Regions from separate parts of the Mus musculus genome. Here region 1 is linked to region 2. Evidence: chromatin contacts called from public Hi-C data. All regions are on one chromosome and are shown on one strand. The core of a region is the stretch at or near the end of the contact, and the rest is flanking DNA. Distances in the headings are between cores, read along the strand shown.

Region 1 (7,004 bases), core at 2,282-4,781, 49 kb after region 2:
TCCCCGGATATGGCAGTCTCTGGATGGTCCATCCTTTCGTCACAGCTCCAAACTTTGTCTCTGTAACTCCTTCCATGGGTGTTTTGTTCCCAATTCTAAGAAGGGTCAAAGTGTCCACACTTTGGTCTTCGTTCTTCTTGAGTTTCATGCGTTTAGCAAATTGTATCTTATAACTTGGGTATTCTAAGTTTCTGGGCTAATATCCACTTATCAGTGAGTACATATTGTGTGAGTTCTTTTGTGATTGGGTTACCTCACTCAGGATGATGCCCTCCAGGTCCATCCATTTGCAATGCATACTTCCTAAAGGTTCCATAACCTCCCCAAACAATGGCCAACAAACAACTGGGGACCCCACGCCTGCACCTATGTGAGACCACTATCTCATCCATTACGCTGTTAAACCCAACAGTCAGCTTGTGGCCAGTCTCTGATGGCTTCTCCCTTCGTTTTCCTCTTCCTTTGTTGCTCAGTGAAAAATCCCACAAGGCAGTTCTCCTTGCCAACGCAATACCAGACTATTGCTGTAACCACCATGCCTGCACACTCTTCTCACACCTGGGAAATCTCTTTATTCAAACCAAACCCTGGCTCATTCAAACCAAATGCTGCCTTGGAGAGGGGGGCCTCCAAGCCCTAGAGCAGAGAGAGTACACCCTCGGAGTCCTACACTTTGCTTGCTCTCAGGTCTGGTCCTAGAGACTGGAGCTGTTTGGTGGATCATTGTGAGTGTGAGCCTACCAGCACCCCACACGACCACCAACTCAATGAAGCTCTGCAGAGGAAGGAAGGAGCCTCCCTTCTCCTGTGTGAGGAGCCTCAGAGGTGGTGAGCTGCCACCTAACCAAGAGGATAAAGCCCCAGCTTGTCCTGAGGCGTTGGGCAACCAGGCCAAGATGGACTTCAAGATCACCTTGCAGTACCCACCTGTCTTAGTCAGGGTTTCTATTCCTGCACAAACATCATGACCAAGAAGCAAGTTGGGGAGGAAAGGGTTTATTCGGCTTACACTTCCACACTGCTGTTCATCACCAAGGAAGTCAGGACTGGAACTCAAGCAGGTCAGGAGGCAGGAGCTGATGCAGAGGCCATGGAGGGATGTTCTTTACTGGCTTGCCTCCCCTGGCTTGCTCAGCCTGCTCTCTTATAGAACCCAAGACTACCAGCCCAGGGATGGCACCACCCACAAGGGGCCTTTCCCCCTTGATCACTAATTGAGAAAATGCCTTAGAGTTGGATCTCATGGAGGCATTTCCTCAACTGAAGCTCCTTTCTCTGTGATAACCCCAGCTGTGTCAAGTTGACACAAAACTAGCCAGTACACCACCTCTGTCTGGCCATCCGTCTGTGAACAGTCAGTTCGTAGAAAGTTGGCGGAAACAGGAGAGTTGATCTGTGGCTATGGAAGCCACCCTGTGGGTGTCAGTAGGGTGGGCTGAGCGCCTTGTCCACACTGTGTAGAGGTTCTGGGGAAGTTAAACAAGATTCTTCAGATGGAGCAACGTGCCTTCCCCAGTAGTTCCCCTGTATGCCTTCCCTTTTCTCAGATCCCCCCATCCATTTTTGACATTTTCCCACTAGGGTCAGCCATTATGACCTGGGCCTGAATTCGAAATTGTGTTCTTAGTATATTGAACCTCAAAAACCAGGATGGTTTAGCACGCTGTTACACAATTGGAGTTAGGGGACCTTTAAAGGGTGGGCGTGATGCTTTGCGATTTGCTTGCTTGACCTATTTTTGTTAATAGGTCTTTAATTCTCTTTAAATTTGCCCCATCCTCGGGTTTTATTAAATTCCGGAATGCACATGTATTTTTGAGTCCTCCAGGGTAACAAAATGTCAACAGATTAAAGAGTACATTTTTTTTTCATTGCCTGCAGCTTTCTGGAGTAGAACACCAACCTAAATCTCATTAGAAAGGAGGCTTGCCCCCCGCCAGTCTTACCGCCCAAACTCCTGATTATAAGACTGGGAAAACCCAAGAAATGAAACCAAAAATTAGGTTCCCCTCCAACAGTTCCAGCGTTTACCAAATTCTTCTCTAGGGATTGGGCTTAACAGAATGAGGTGATTTTAACCCTACGTTCCTCCGAGAAAGCTGTAACATCTAGGATTATGCTCATTGGGTGCATGGTTCGGAGCTAGTTTGGAGGAGACGCCAATTTAGACCCACTAGAGTGTTCCCAGTTTAAAACAAAAGTGTCAGGGAGGGCTTGTCAGTCCTGCACGTTGCTTGTGGGAATGTAACATGGTGCTGCCATTGTGGAGAGCACCATGGTGGGCTCTGGGTGGGCTAAACAGGGACCACATGGCCCAGAGTCCCTCTCCCAGCCTTCCACTTGGAATAATCACATGCAGATACCCAAGCCGAAAAAATGGCTGGCAAATATTTATAGCAGTGGTACTCAAGATAGACAAAAAGTAGAAATAATACAGATGTTCATCAGCTAAGAAATGAATGGATAAAGTGTGGTATATCCATAAAATGAAATATTACTTATTAATTACAAGGAACAGGGCACTGATTATCTCAATAATATCAATTGAGATGGAAAACACTTGTTCTGGGAGAAAAAGCCAGATATTAAAAACAACAACAACAACAACAAAAAAAAAAAAACAGAGGGAATAATTTCATTTATAGGAAATGATTTGAATAGCCAGAGTCATAGGCTAGTGGTTGTCAAGGGCTATGCTTGTGGTGGGGTGGGTGGGAGGAATAACTAGGTAATGGATACAGAGAATTAGCATGGAGAAAGTTTTTCACTACTAGATGATGTGTCTGCAAACCATCATGGCCATTAAATATCACTGAACATATGGCTTGTGAGTATGGTTGCATGAATTAGGAATCATGAATTGGAATGAATGACTTTTTAAAAAGAGAGTATATGAAGTTGATAGGAAAAAATGGTGGTGGGGGTGAGGAAGGGAGGGGCTGGAGGGGAGGGGGTAGGTGGTGGATCAAAACACATTATACACATGTATGAGAGCCCCAAAAACAAAAACATTCATCAGAAAATACAAAAGGGCTGGAGGGGGTGGAGCTCAGTGGCACAGCAATGTGCTTAGCCCGCACAAGACCCTGGGTTCAGTCCCCAGCCCACACACGAACTCAACACACACATACACGTACGTGCTGGATACCCACAATGCAGGTACGCACACCTGCAGGCAGGCAGAGAATGTGGGCTCTCACACTCAATACACATCTATGATCCTTTCTGTTATTGCAAACAAAAGGTTCAGGTCTTCTTTGGCAAGCTAGTAGCTTGCAGGGCACAACAGAGTGGCAGAAGGGAGATTCGGGCGAGGGAGACATGGTTCAGTCCTGGCTCCTCTATGCGGTGTGTTGTTAGATGTGTTGCGAGTTTTCCTCACGTGATGCATGGAGTGGCCCACAGGACCCAGTGCACAGGGTTGCTGGGGACATAGCGCTGTCTACGAAGAGCAGCTTTGTGCCCCACATTGTAGTTACGTCTTCTATATGAGTGGGAACCACTCCAGTAGGTCCCTGACTCTTGCATGAAGGATCTCAAGAGTGACAGTGCACTCAGCACTCCCAGCCAGTGGCTCTCAGGCTCCAGAGCAGTGTGAAGGGCAGGTGTCCAAGCAGAATTCATTTAGCATGTGGGGTATACATGTGTAAGTATGTATAAGGTGCCTGTGTGCTCCTTACACAGCAAGCTCATGTGTTTGTGTGTGCGTGTGTGGAACCTGTCACTCTCCCTCCTATTTTTTGAGACAGGGTTTCTCACTGAACCTGTAACTTGCTATGTTGGCTAAGCTAGCTGGCCAGTGAGCCCCCAGGACCCTCTTGTTTCCTCCCCCATGCTGGGATTGCAGGCCCTCATCACCATTCCTAGCTTCTGATATGGATGCCGGGCATCAAACTCAGGTCACCATCCTTGTGCACCAAGCCCTTTATCCAGCAAAGCAGCTCCCCAAGTCCATGCAGGCAAAATTCAGAATGTGCCTGGCTTGCCTCTCTTCTGGGACCTGGCTGCTCTAAGCTGCCCACAGGAGCCTGTGCAAGTTGACCAAGGCTCCCTGAACCCTCTGCTGGTGCTCGGCCAGTTCCTACCTGTCTAGCTCCTTCTGGGAGGCAACACAGGTCACCTGGCCCCAGCTGGGCCACAGATTTTTCCATTGGGGATTATATCCCAGCCCCAGGGCCAACTGTTAAAGCAGATTTAACACAGGTGCCCAGAGATTTTAGGTTCCTGGAATCAGACTCTTAAGTCAGGGGTTCCAAGTGTTCATTCCACAGTGCTTAGAGACACTTGAGGTTTCCGTGCCTGGATGTAGGCAGGGAGGCTTCGGAACAGCCTGCAAGGCACTGGTAGCTCAGACAAAGCTGTATGGCTTAGGTTATCCATAGTGCAATGGCTGGGACCCCTGATCTTTGTGAATCTGTTGCCCAGGAACCTCCCTATGAGGCTCTTACCGTGTGCACCACCTCCATATCACAGAAGCTGGGAAGGGATCAGTCCACTCCATGGATAAGGGCAGTAAAAATCCACAAGAGATGGATGACTGCCTCGTGGTAGAGGATTCAGATTTAGATCTGTTCAGGCCCTGTTGATTTAATCACCCATCGGTAAAATGAGGGAAGGACTCAGAAGGCCACGCCAGACCAAACAGGATAAAAAGATTGTTACTTAGATAAGCCTGGCTTCAGATGTGCCTTTTCTTGCCCGAAAGCTGTGTAGTGAATGCAGTGCTTGTTTGTGGTACTCCTTTGGAGCATCGTGGGGAGGCAGGTAGACTTTCGAACAGACAAATTAAACAGGTCACGCTAAGTATGAAGAACCCAAGGCAAGGGAGACCTGCCTGCTTCCTCACACTGCAGAGCAGATGCCCAACTCTGTTCTGAATTTGAAGCCAGAATCACAGGGAAGGGAGGAGGGAAGGACGTGGAACAGCCTCAGCGAAGGGATGGCTGACTGGACATCCTAGAGTACCAGGAGAGAAGCGTGGCTGTAAAGGCGAGGGGGACTTTTCCACAGAGTCTACTGTTCTGCCTAAGGAATGGGACATATGGGAAACGAGGCCAGGTTCTACTTACTAACCATCTTCCCTATGGCACAGAGGAAGAACCATAGGGCAGTTTCAGCCTGCACTTGTGGTAGAGCAGAATAGCTGTACCTAACGCCAAAGCTTTGAATGTGAGCCTTATGGGAATCCCCATTGCTGTGGCAAACAGGGGTTTCTCAGGGGACAGTTGAGCCTGGCCTTGGGACCAGGTAGGCTGGAGCCCAGCTGCTGAGGCATTTCGTCGTGTGTGAGGTCCTCCTGCAGGGTTGACATAGCAAACCAGCTTTGCATGTCCACGGTAGGAATGTGAGTAAACCATCTATGCGCTCGACGGCCAGCGTTTGGCACTGTTATGGGCAATGCAGCCAGGAGCATCCTTGCACCTGCAGTGCAAGGCATATGCATTATTGAAGGGCATATGCATAATTTCTGCCGGGTAACGGTAGGGTTTATTGGGTTGTGGCCATGCGTCTGCGTCATTCATAGACAGAGCCAAATGGTTTCCAAAGTCCGTCACTTTACGTCCCACCTGGATGTGTAGGCTCTCTGGTTGCTTCCTGTCAACCATCAACAGCTTTGTTCTTGGATCCAATACATTTAAGGTGCATTCCCTAAAGAGTCTAGGTTCTGGGTGACTTCTTAAAGAAAGTTTTACTTTATGTTTTTAATTACGTCTGTGTGGGAGTGGTATGTGCCTGTGGGTTCAGGTGCCAAAAGGTCAGAGACCCTGGAGCTAGATTAACAGGTGGTTGTGAGCTGCCTGACGTGGGTGCTGGGAACAGAACTTGGGTCCTCTGAAAGAGCAGCAGGCCATATTAACTGCTGAGCCTTCTCTCTAGCCACTAAGCGACTTTAAGAAAAAAATGCCCCCCACAGCACTGGGGTCACTTTAATTTGAGCCATTGACTTATGTGACGACAGAAGTGCTGAGAGCCAGTCCTGCCAGGCACGCTCACTGGTCCCTGTTGCCCAGCACACCGGACGCCGCTGACAAGTGCCGCTTTACTGTGAGCAAGATGGAATGTTTCATATTGACTGTGCAGTCTAAGTGTTTGCTTATCCTTAATGGGTTGAGTCCACAGCAGTTCCCGGTCCTGGGGTGGCGTTGCTGATGGGGGCTGGTGCATGAATATATCACCAGCTCTGTATACAGTCAGCATCTGCATGAAAAGAGCGGTCTGTGTGGCTTTGGGGTGCAGTGAGGCTGGGGTGAGGTTGGTGCCAAAATCATTGTGCACAGTTTCAGTCTGGAATCATAAACGCAGTCAGCCCTCTGGATCTGCGGGCTCATACCTGCAGAGTCAACCAACACTGGGTTGAAAATATTTTTTTTTAAAACACCACACGGGTACAGAATGTGCTCTGACCTTGTTTTTTATTCCCCGACAATGCAGTGCAAAGACTGCTTAGACAGCATTCAGGCTGTATCAGGAGTTGTAGGAATAAAGCACACGAAAGCTGTGCACGGGTGACACACACACACTGCTGCACTTTTGATAAAGGACTCGACTATCTGTGCAGTTTGGCGTTCCTGGGGTTGAGCATAGGCAGTTAAAAGTTGATCTGTAAAGATTACAGATGCATCTGAGTGAACTTCAGTTTCTTCTTTGATATTTTGAGGGTTTTTTCTATAGAAAGCACAGATTTTTCAACCACCAGGAAGATTAAAATTTAAAGGAAGATTCATTTTTTTCCCAGATTTGAGCGGTGGCTTGGAGGAAAAATGTATAAAAGAAAACAGTACACATACTCACAAGGGCATGAACACACAAGTGTGTGAATACACAGATGTGCTTGCGCACATGCATACACACAAAAGTGCATGTACACATATAAGCACATGTATACACACAGCTGCAAAATACAGACGTGCTTGCACACACATGCACAAATACACACACAAGAGTATGTGCACACACAAGCACATGTATACACACAGGTGAATCTATAGACACACATGCATACA
Region 2 (6,902 bases), core at 490-2,989:
CCCACTTTGCCTGCCTGCCTGTTCTTTTACTTTTTTCTTTTTCTTTTTCTTTTTTTTTTCCTATACTTAATAAACTCACCTATTCTACGGACCATACTGAACAGTATAGAAATGAAGATGCTGGGGCTGGAGAGATGGCTCAGAGGTTAAGAGCACTGGCTGCTCTTCCAGAGGTCCTGAGTTCAATTCCCAGCAACCACATGGTGGCTCACAACCATCTGTAATGAGATCTGACGTCCTCTTCTGGAGTGTCTGAAGACAGCAACAGTGTACTCACATACATAAAATAAATAAATCTTAAAAAAAAAAAAAGAAATGAAGATGCTGCAAACAATGGCACCCCACCCCGCCCCCACCCCAGCTTTCTGGGCACTTCTTACCTGTGTCCCTCTGCTTGCCTAAGAAGTACAAAGGAACCTTGCTGGTAGTGGCCAGCTAGAGGAGGCATTTGGGACAGTCCCCAGAAGGGAAGTCCTCACACTTGACTATGCTCAAGATCTCTAGGGAATCTGGTTAAAAATGCACATTTTAGCTCAGTAGGTCTAAGAGTAGATTTAAATGTGCAACCTGCCTGTCTCCTATACTCCCAGGCAATGACTTGGCTGCTGTGGACCACCCCGTAGCCTAATGAGCAGCAAGGGAATGTTTGGCGCTCAGAGCAAAACACTTTGAGAATCCCACTTAGCATCTGAGGGACAGGCCCCCCTTTAGTTCAGGGTTCCTTGAAAGCAGACATTGGGTCTTAATACACGTTGTTGTTGTTGTTGTTGTTGTTGTTGTTGTTTTGTTTCTTGGCTGGATGGCACTTGGCACAGAGCTCACAAATGGCGGGTATGTATTTATTTAATTAAACACAGTTGGCTTTGATCCAAAAATGGTTTTAAGAGGAGTTAACCCCTAAATCAGCACAGGATAGAAAACCGACAGGGAAGTCTGAGTTAGAGATCCTTCCTGATAGAGGTCCCCTCCACTTATTTGCGTCTGGATGACACCTCCACTGCTCTTCGGAAATTTCACTGCGCCCACATTTTAAAAGCGGCTTACACTAGAGAGCCGAAAGTAAGAGAGGTGGAAAAACAAACCCAAACCAGAAAGCCTTGCGAAGCTGTGAGGTTGCAAAACATCAAAAGCTCCCAACTGTTGGCAGCAGAGCCGCAGAACTGCGGGGTTTCTCCCTCTGTCAGATTACCAGCATTTCGTAGGTCGGTGTTGCGCCCCCGCCACACAGGTCCCTAGGTTACCCAGAGAGCCTGGCAGGAACTGGTCCCGGCGGGCGTCGGTTGGCTTGGTGCAAGCCTGTTTCTTAGCACTGAGCTAGCAATTAAGCTACTTGTGCATTGGAGACCTCCGGGTGGTAGTGGTGACCGCCTTGGGTCGCTGCGGGGGGTAGGGGGTCTCGGGGAGCCAGGACCCGTGTGAGAGCCCTACAGAAACCCTGGTTCTGAGAGTCCTTGGTGATGCCATAACCTGTTCCACCTTATAGCAATCACAAGAAGCTGAGGACTCATTTTGGCTCCGTAGGGTTAGAGAGAGAGAGAGGAAGGGGTTTGGAGGGAGGCAAGGAAAGGGGATTATATTGGTCAGTAGTTGAGCCTCTCTTGGGGGAAGGGAGAAGCGCACTGGGCGAGCGCCCTAGGGGAGGTGTACACGTGCAGGGGAGGGGGGGGGGATGAGAGGCGGGCAGGCGGGAGGGGAGGAGTAGGGAGGCGAGAGCAGCTTGCGGGAGGCGCCACGGCCTCGCAGACACAGGCTCTGGCCGCCTAAGAGCCAGAGAGAAAGTTCCCGGGACAGTTCGCCCGCGGGAGGGCCCAAACTGCGGCCACTGGCCGAGAGGGTCTTGAGTTCTGAGAGTGCTGCGCGCGGTCCTTCTGCACGCACTTAGCTGCCAGGGCCCTGCTTTCCGAGAGAAGCAGAGGAGCCTCGCAGGCGGGCAGCCGGGGCGGCCGGGGCTAAACTTGGACGAGGAGGATGCTGCGAGTGGGCGCGGCGGCGCGGGGCGCGGGGGCGCTCGCCAAGCACTGATTGCTCCCGGCGGACTCCGAGCGCGCTGAAGAGCAGTGGGCAGGTAGCGGCTCCAAGCGCCCGGACTGCGCCAAGCCGACAAGCAGGGCCGCCAGCGCCACCGTGCAGGCGTCGTCTCCTCGCCACGGAGTCATGGTGCGAGCAGCGCGCACGCCCCGCGCGGAACTCTGAGCTCCGGCCGTGCATTGCTCCCCCTCCTCTGGTATTCCCATCCGATCTCCCCGTGACTGCCTTGTTCGCGGACCATGAAGCTATCTCCCAGAGCCCCTTGCCTCTGAGCTACGCATCGCCCCGCTGCAGCCCCAACGCCGCTGGGCCACAGACAGCGCTCCAACCCTTGAAGCTCGGGATCTTCTTCCAGGGGCGCGGGGCGTACGGAGATGGCTCTCCGTGGACTCATCCGGCAGAGCAAAGTTCGCCGGAGGCGAGAGATGCTGCCGCAGCAAGTTGGCTTCGTGTGCGCTGTGCTGGCCCTGGTGTGCTGTGCCTCCGGCCTCTTTGGAAGCTTGGGTAGGTGTGGGAAAGGATGTTTTCCGCTGGAGGAGTTGGGGGGCTTGAGCTCTGACAGCTCCAGCTTCTTCTCTGTCAGATTGGTCCCCAGGGTTTTCCCTTCCCGCTCAGCGGGCAGTGCTCACCCAGGAGTGCTGAGCCTCGAGCTGGACTGTGGCGACGTTCTGCCGAACTGCTCAAGCTCCCTGGGGGTTCCGGACGTAGTTGTAGGTGTGCTATTGGGATCAAAGCCTGCACCACCTCTGTCCCTGGAGTGTGCGGGTAATGGGCAACTCATGGCAGCCCAGGGGTAGAGTCTCCCGCTTTAGGATGTGTGAAACTGAGCAGCCCCCTTTTCTGTTCTGCAAAGCTGTGCTCCATCCCTCAGAGACCCAAATTCTCAGGCTTAGTCTCTGCTCTCCTCCTTGCACCTGCTCTGATCCAAATGCTTGGTCTTCCCCAAACCTAAACGGAGCGGGGGCAGTCTGTCCCCGTGGGAGATTGCTGCCATGTTCCAGCATCCCTTCACTCAACTCTGCTTAATCCCCACGGAGAGGGAGGGCTGGCGTGCATAGCCATGATCCACGCTCCTCCAAGCAGAAGGCGACCTGGGAGTCTGTTAAGACATGCAAATTTCAGACGGAGTGGGGAAAGAGAAGAAACTTATGAAATATTTATTTCGGGGTGATTTGGGCTCGTGTTTAGCCTTTAAAGAATGTTTAGTGCCTAGATATTTCAGAACTAGTGCTGTTAACATTTGGGGTGACACCCCCCCCCCCCGTGAAATAAATGTTGTTAACCTAGCCAGAGGCACAGGAGGAGGGCATCTTTTTTGAGTGGTTAGTGAGGCCATTAACATAGTATCTTGGGATCATTAAGAGATCGGTACAGCGACGTTAAAAACAAGTGAAACCTGGTTAAATTTTTAAACAGAAAAAGAGACATCACTCTCTTTCAATACCCAGACTGTGATTTGGGGGGGTAGAAGGCTAGAGAGTGGCTCGTTTCTAAAGAAGTCCAGAAAGTTTATTTCTAACACCTTCATACCCAATGCTTTGCAATTGGACAATTAAACACAAGAAACGACAAAATGTCTAGAGGAGCTGCGAGAGTTAGGCGTTCTGGAGGATGTATCGCTACCTAGCTGAAACATCTGGACAGGTAAAGAGTTGAGGTGTAGTCTGAAAGCCAGAGCTATTTTTATGTGCTAGATCAGGAGTTAGCTTCCCGTGCTACCATCTCTGTTCAGGGGCATCCATGCCTTCTCTGATATGGCTCTGTGTGACCCCTTGGACCATAGCATGATGACCCGGGAGCTTGATACTATAGACTCTCAATCTCTGCCTTGGACCTACTGAATCAGAGTTCCATTTCGAGCAGATCCCTGGGTGATGTGTTTACACACGGAGCCATGTACCATCAGCTGGCTGAGCACACACATTTAAGCATCCAATTGTGGGGACCACCTGAGCAAGTTCACTGAGAAAGTATTTAGTGCTCCTAATGTAATCTTTTGTTGTGTGGAGGTGGAGAGGTGGAGGGAGCTGAGACCAGCTCAATCTCGTCCAAGGTCGGATCACAAAGTGACCCATGTGAGACTAGAAACACAGGATTAGATGCAGGAAGCAGGATAGTGTTTGTAAGCAGGTGATAGCATGCTGCCAATGACTGTAGCACTCACTACAGGTGGCTCTAAGTAGCCAACCCCCGAGGCTGGAGCGATGTCTCGAGGTTAAGAGCCTGTACTGCTCTTCCAGAAGACTTGAGGTCAATTCCTGGCACCCTCTTCAGGACCCTCACTAGCACCTGTAACTCCAGGCAGATCTGACTCCTTTGGCCTCTGCAGACACCTGCGCTCATGTGCATCTCCCCCACCCCCACATTTAAAGAAAAATAATAAAAATAAGTACCCAACGTCTGTGCCCGACCCAGCTAGATGCACAGGGGTAAAGTTGTTTAAAAAATGACAGGGACCTGATGATATCTGTGACTTGTTTTCTTTTCCAATCCAGGCCACAAAACAGCTTCTGCTGGCAAACATGTTCTGCTGGACACGTGGCGAAATAGAAAATTGATGGCACCAATCAATGGGACTCCGCTGGCTAAGAACTGCACAGATCCTGGTAAGGCGCGCTATCCCCTTCCCTGCAGCCGTTTAACCCCAGCCTGGGCTTGATGCCTACGTGGACAGATCCAGACAATGCTGGGAAAGACGGTCTTAGGAACCTGAGTGAGAAAAGGGAGCTGCATGGTGCTGAAATGAAACCTATAGACTTTTGTCAGCCACGCTGCTAAGCAACACGAGAGCTTTCTTTATCCAGCAACTACGAAGGTCACATTCGAGAGTCTAAAAATGTTATCTTTTGTTCTAAAGGCATTATATCTCCCCTGCTCTCTTGGCTTTGCCCTGGTGTCTGTCATGTCTCCCTTTGCTCGCCATGTGCATTTGATGGTTCCCTTGGGACAATGAATCCATAGCTCATGGTGCGTTTCTTCATGAGATGACCTACCAGGGTGGGAGCACTCCAGGCCACTGAAGGGAGGACTCTGGGCTAGTTGCTAGGCCCTTCCTCTCTAATGGAAGTTCTTGGGTAGTTGGGTTGTGCTTGTCCTGGGAAGCTCTTTTAATGTTTCTCGCTGAGGTGTCTGGGGTGGTAGGGTCCCAGGGGTATCATCTGATCTATTCTGCTGCAGGCAGACTTCACTTAAACCAGTAAACCAGTCCTCAGGAGGAGGGAGTGTACCTGGTGGCAGAGACATATGACTGTTGCTCAGGCCTCTCACAGGAGAGGTCTTTGTGAAGTGAATACAGTAGGGTGAAGAGTTCAGAAGCCCTGAGGGAGGTAGGAGACTTTGTTATAGGTGGCTTTTCTACTGAGTTGCTGGGTACATCATGCAGTTTTCTGGGATTTCTAACCTACGACGTGGGCAGAATGGTGCTTACCCACTCTGGGTTGTTGAAGAATCTGTCAAGGCTCTGCAAAGGGCTGTGTGTAGGAGATGGAACCACCGGGCAAAGGAGTAGGCTTGGGTGCAGAGCTCCAGGCTTCTGATGTCAGCCTCTGCAAGGCAGTGTCTTTTTAGGTTAGGAAAGATGGAGACACAAGATGCTCAAAGCCACACAGCTCGTTAGTAGCGACTCTGGCTTCAGAACCCAGGTCTGCGTGCCTAGTCTGTGTGTTGGGTTCAATGTGCTCTGCTCTCGGAGACAGTGCTTCTCAGCCTGTGGGTCGAGACTCCTTTAGGGATTGAATGACCCTTTCACAAGGGTCACCTAAGACGGTCAGAAAACTCAGATATTTGCATCACAGTTCATGACAGTATCAAAATTACAGCTACAAAGTATCAATGAAAATAACTATGGTTGGGAGTCACCACAACGTGAGGAACCCTATTAAAGGGGCGCAGGGTTAGGAGGGTTGAGAACCACTGCTCTAAGCTATCTTTCTGTTTTCAACACCATGAACTTCTCTTTCTCCGGAGGCCTCCTAGAAGGACTTTGTAGTATGAAGGGACAGTGAGGACTTTCAAAGCAGCATTTGTAGGTCCCACTGAGCCTGGACATCTATTTCTGAATCATCCCATCATCTTGGCAATCCCACAGTCAATGGTACCATGCTGTTGTTAACATCCTCAACACATCTTTTTTATTTTTTGTTCAGGTACTTCCCTGCCTCCAGAAAAGGGACGTTTACTCAATCATGAACAATCTCAATCTCCCACAGGGATAGAACACAGTGCTTTGTCTACTTGTGGAGAGGGAAATGAGAGAAACCATCCATGTCTTTAGTAGTAATTAACACTCAAATTACACTTTGTGCTGACTGTATCCATAGTGGGCCTAACGACAGTAGGGTCTCAGTGAATGGGATGGTGTAATAGAAGCACGTCTTGACACACGGGAGTTGTTGTGGTGTTCTGCAAAGATGGGGACATAAAGGCCAGTTCAGTGGCTCCTGAAGGTCTCACCTCGGAGTTAACTGAGTTCTGGTGCTGTCTAAGCTACTCTCTTATTGCTATGGCAAAGCATCACAGCCAGGGCAACTTAGAAAAGAAAGCGTTTAGTTGGGGTTACAGTTTCAAAGGGTCCATGACAGTGGAGCAGAGGGATGGCAGTAGGAGCAGCGGAGAGCTCACGTTGATCCACAAGCAGGAGACACACACAGGGAGTGGGGAGGTAACGGCATGAATGGCATGAATCTTTTGAAATCTCAAGTCCAGCTCATGACAATACCTTCTTCAGAAGGCGACATCGCCTAAATCTTCCCAAATAGTTCTACTAGTGTGGGGACCAAGTATTTAAACACTGAATGAATGAGCCATTCTCAGTCAAACTACCCCAAGGGCTATGCCCTTCCCATTTCCACCCCCATATCTTCCAAGGTCAGATG

What was found. Hi-C and Micro-C count contacts between places; a contact is called where the count stands out from the background.
Region 1: a Hi-C map of olfactory sensory neurons shows a contact between it and region 2, with 2.4 times the contacts expected there. The contact joins the enhancer-like site here to the promoter of Slc24a4 in region 2. A contact is called at or near these places in 5 of 39 promoter capture datasets (the 3T3-L1 cell line, embryonic stem cells, hippocampal neurons and 1 more), 1 of 15 datasets of contacts at CTCF or cohesin (pro-B cells), 9 of 484 Hi-C or Micro-C datasets (the HL-1 cell line, bone marrow-derived macrophages, cerebral cortex and 5 more), 2 of 115 datasets of contacts at active chromatin or transcription factors (embryonic stem cells and neural progenitor cells) and 4 of 9 other capture datasets (adipose tissue, liver, macrophages and 1 more).

Annotation. Positions count from the first base shown.
Region 1 is chr12:102,174,495-102,181,498 of GRCm38.p6, forward strand. All of the region lies in intron 2 of Slc24a4 (solute carrier family 24 (sodium/potassium/calcium exchanger), member 4), which reads left to right. Among named protein-coding and RNA genes, the nearest start is that of Slc24a4, 49 kb to the left of the region's middle. Within about 2 kb of position 3,532, at least 2 of the 459 cell types and tissues checked have an H3K27ac peak or open chromatin away from gene starts, as enhancers often do. A contact at or near this core is called in olfactory sensory neurons, where this site is marked.
Region 2 is chr12:102,126,988-102,133,889 of GRCm38.p6, forward strand. Slc24a4 (solute carrier family 24 (sodium/potassium/calcium exchanger), member 4) reads left to right here and starts at 1,740. Exons shown (of 17, transcript NM_001362345.1): 1 at 1,740-2,532; 2 at 4,524-4,634. The coding sequence starts at 2,403.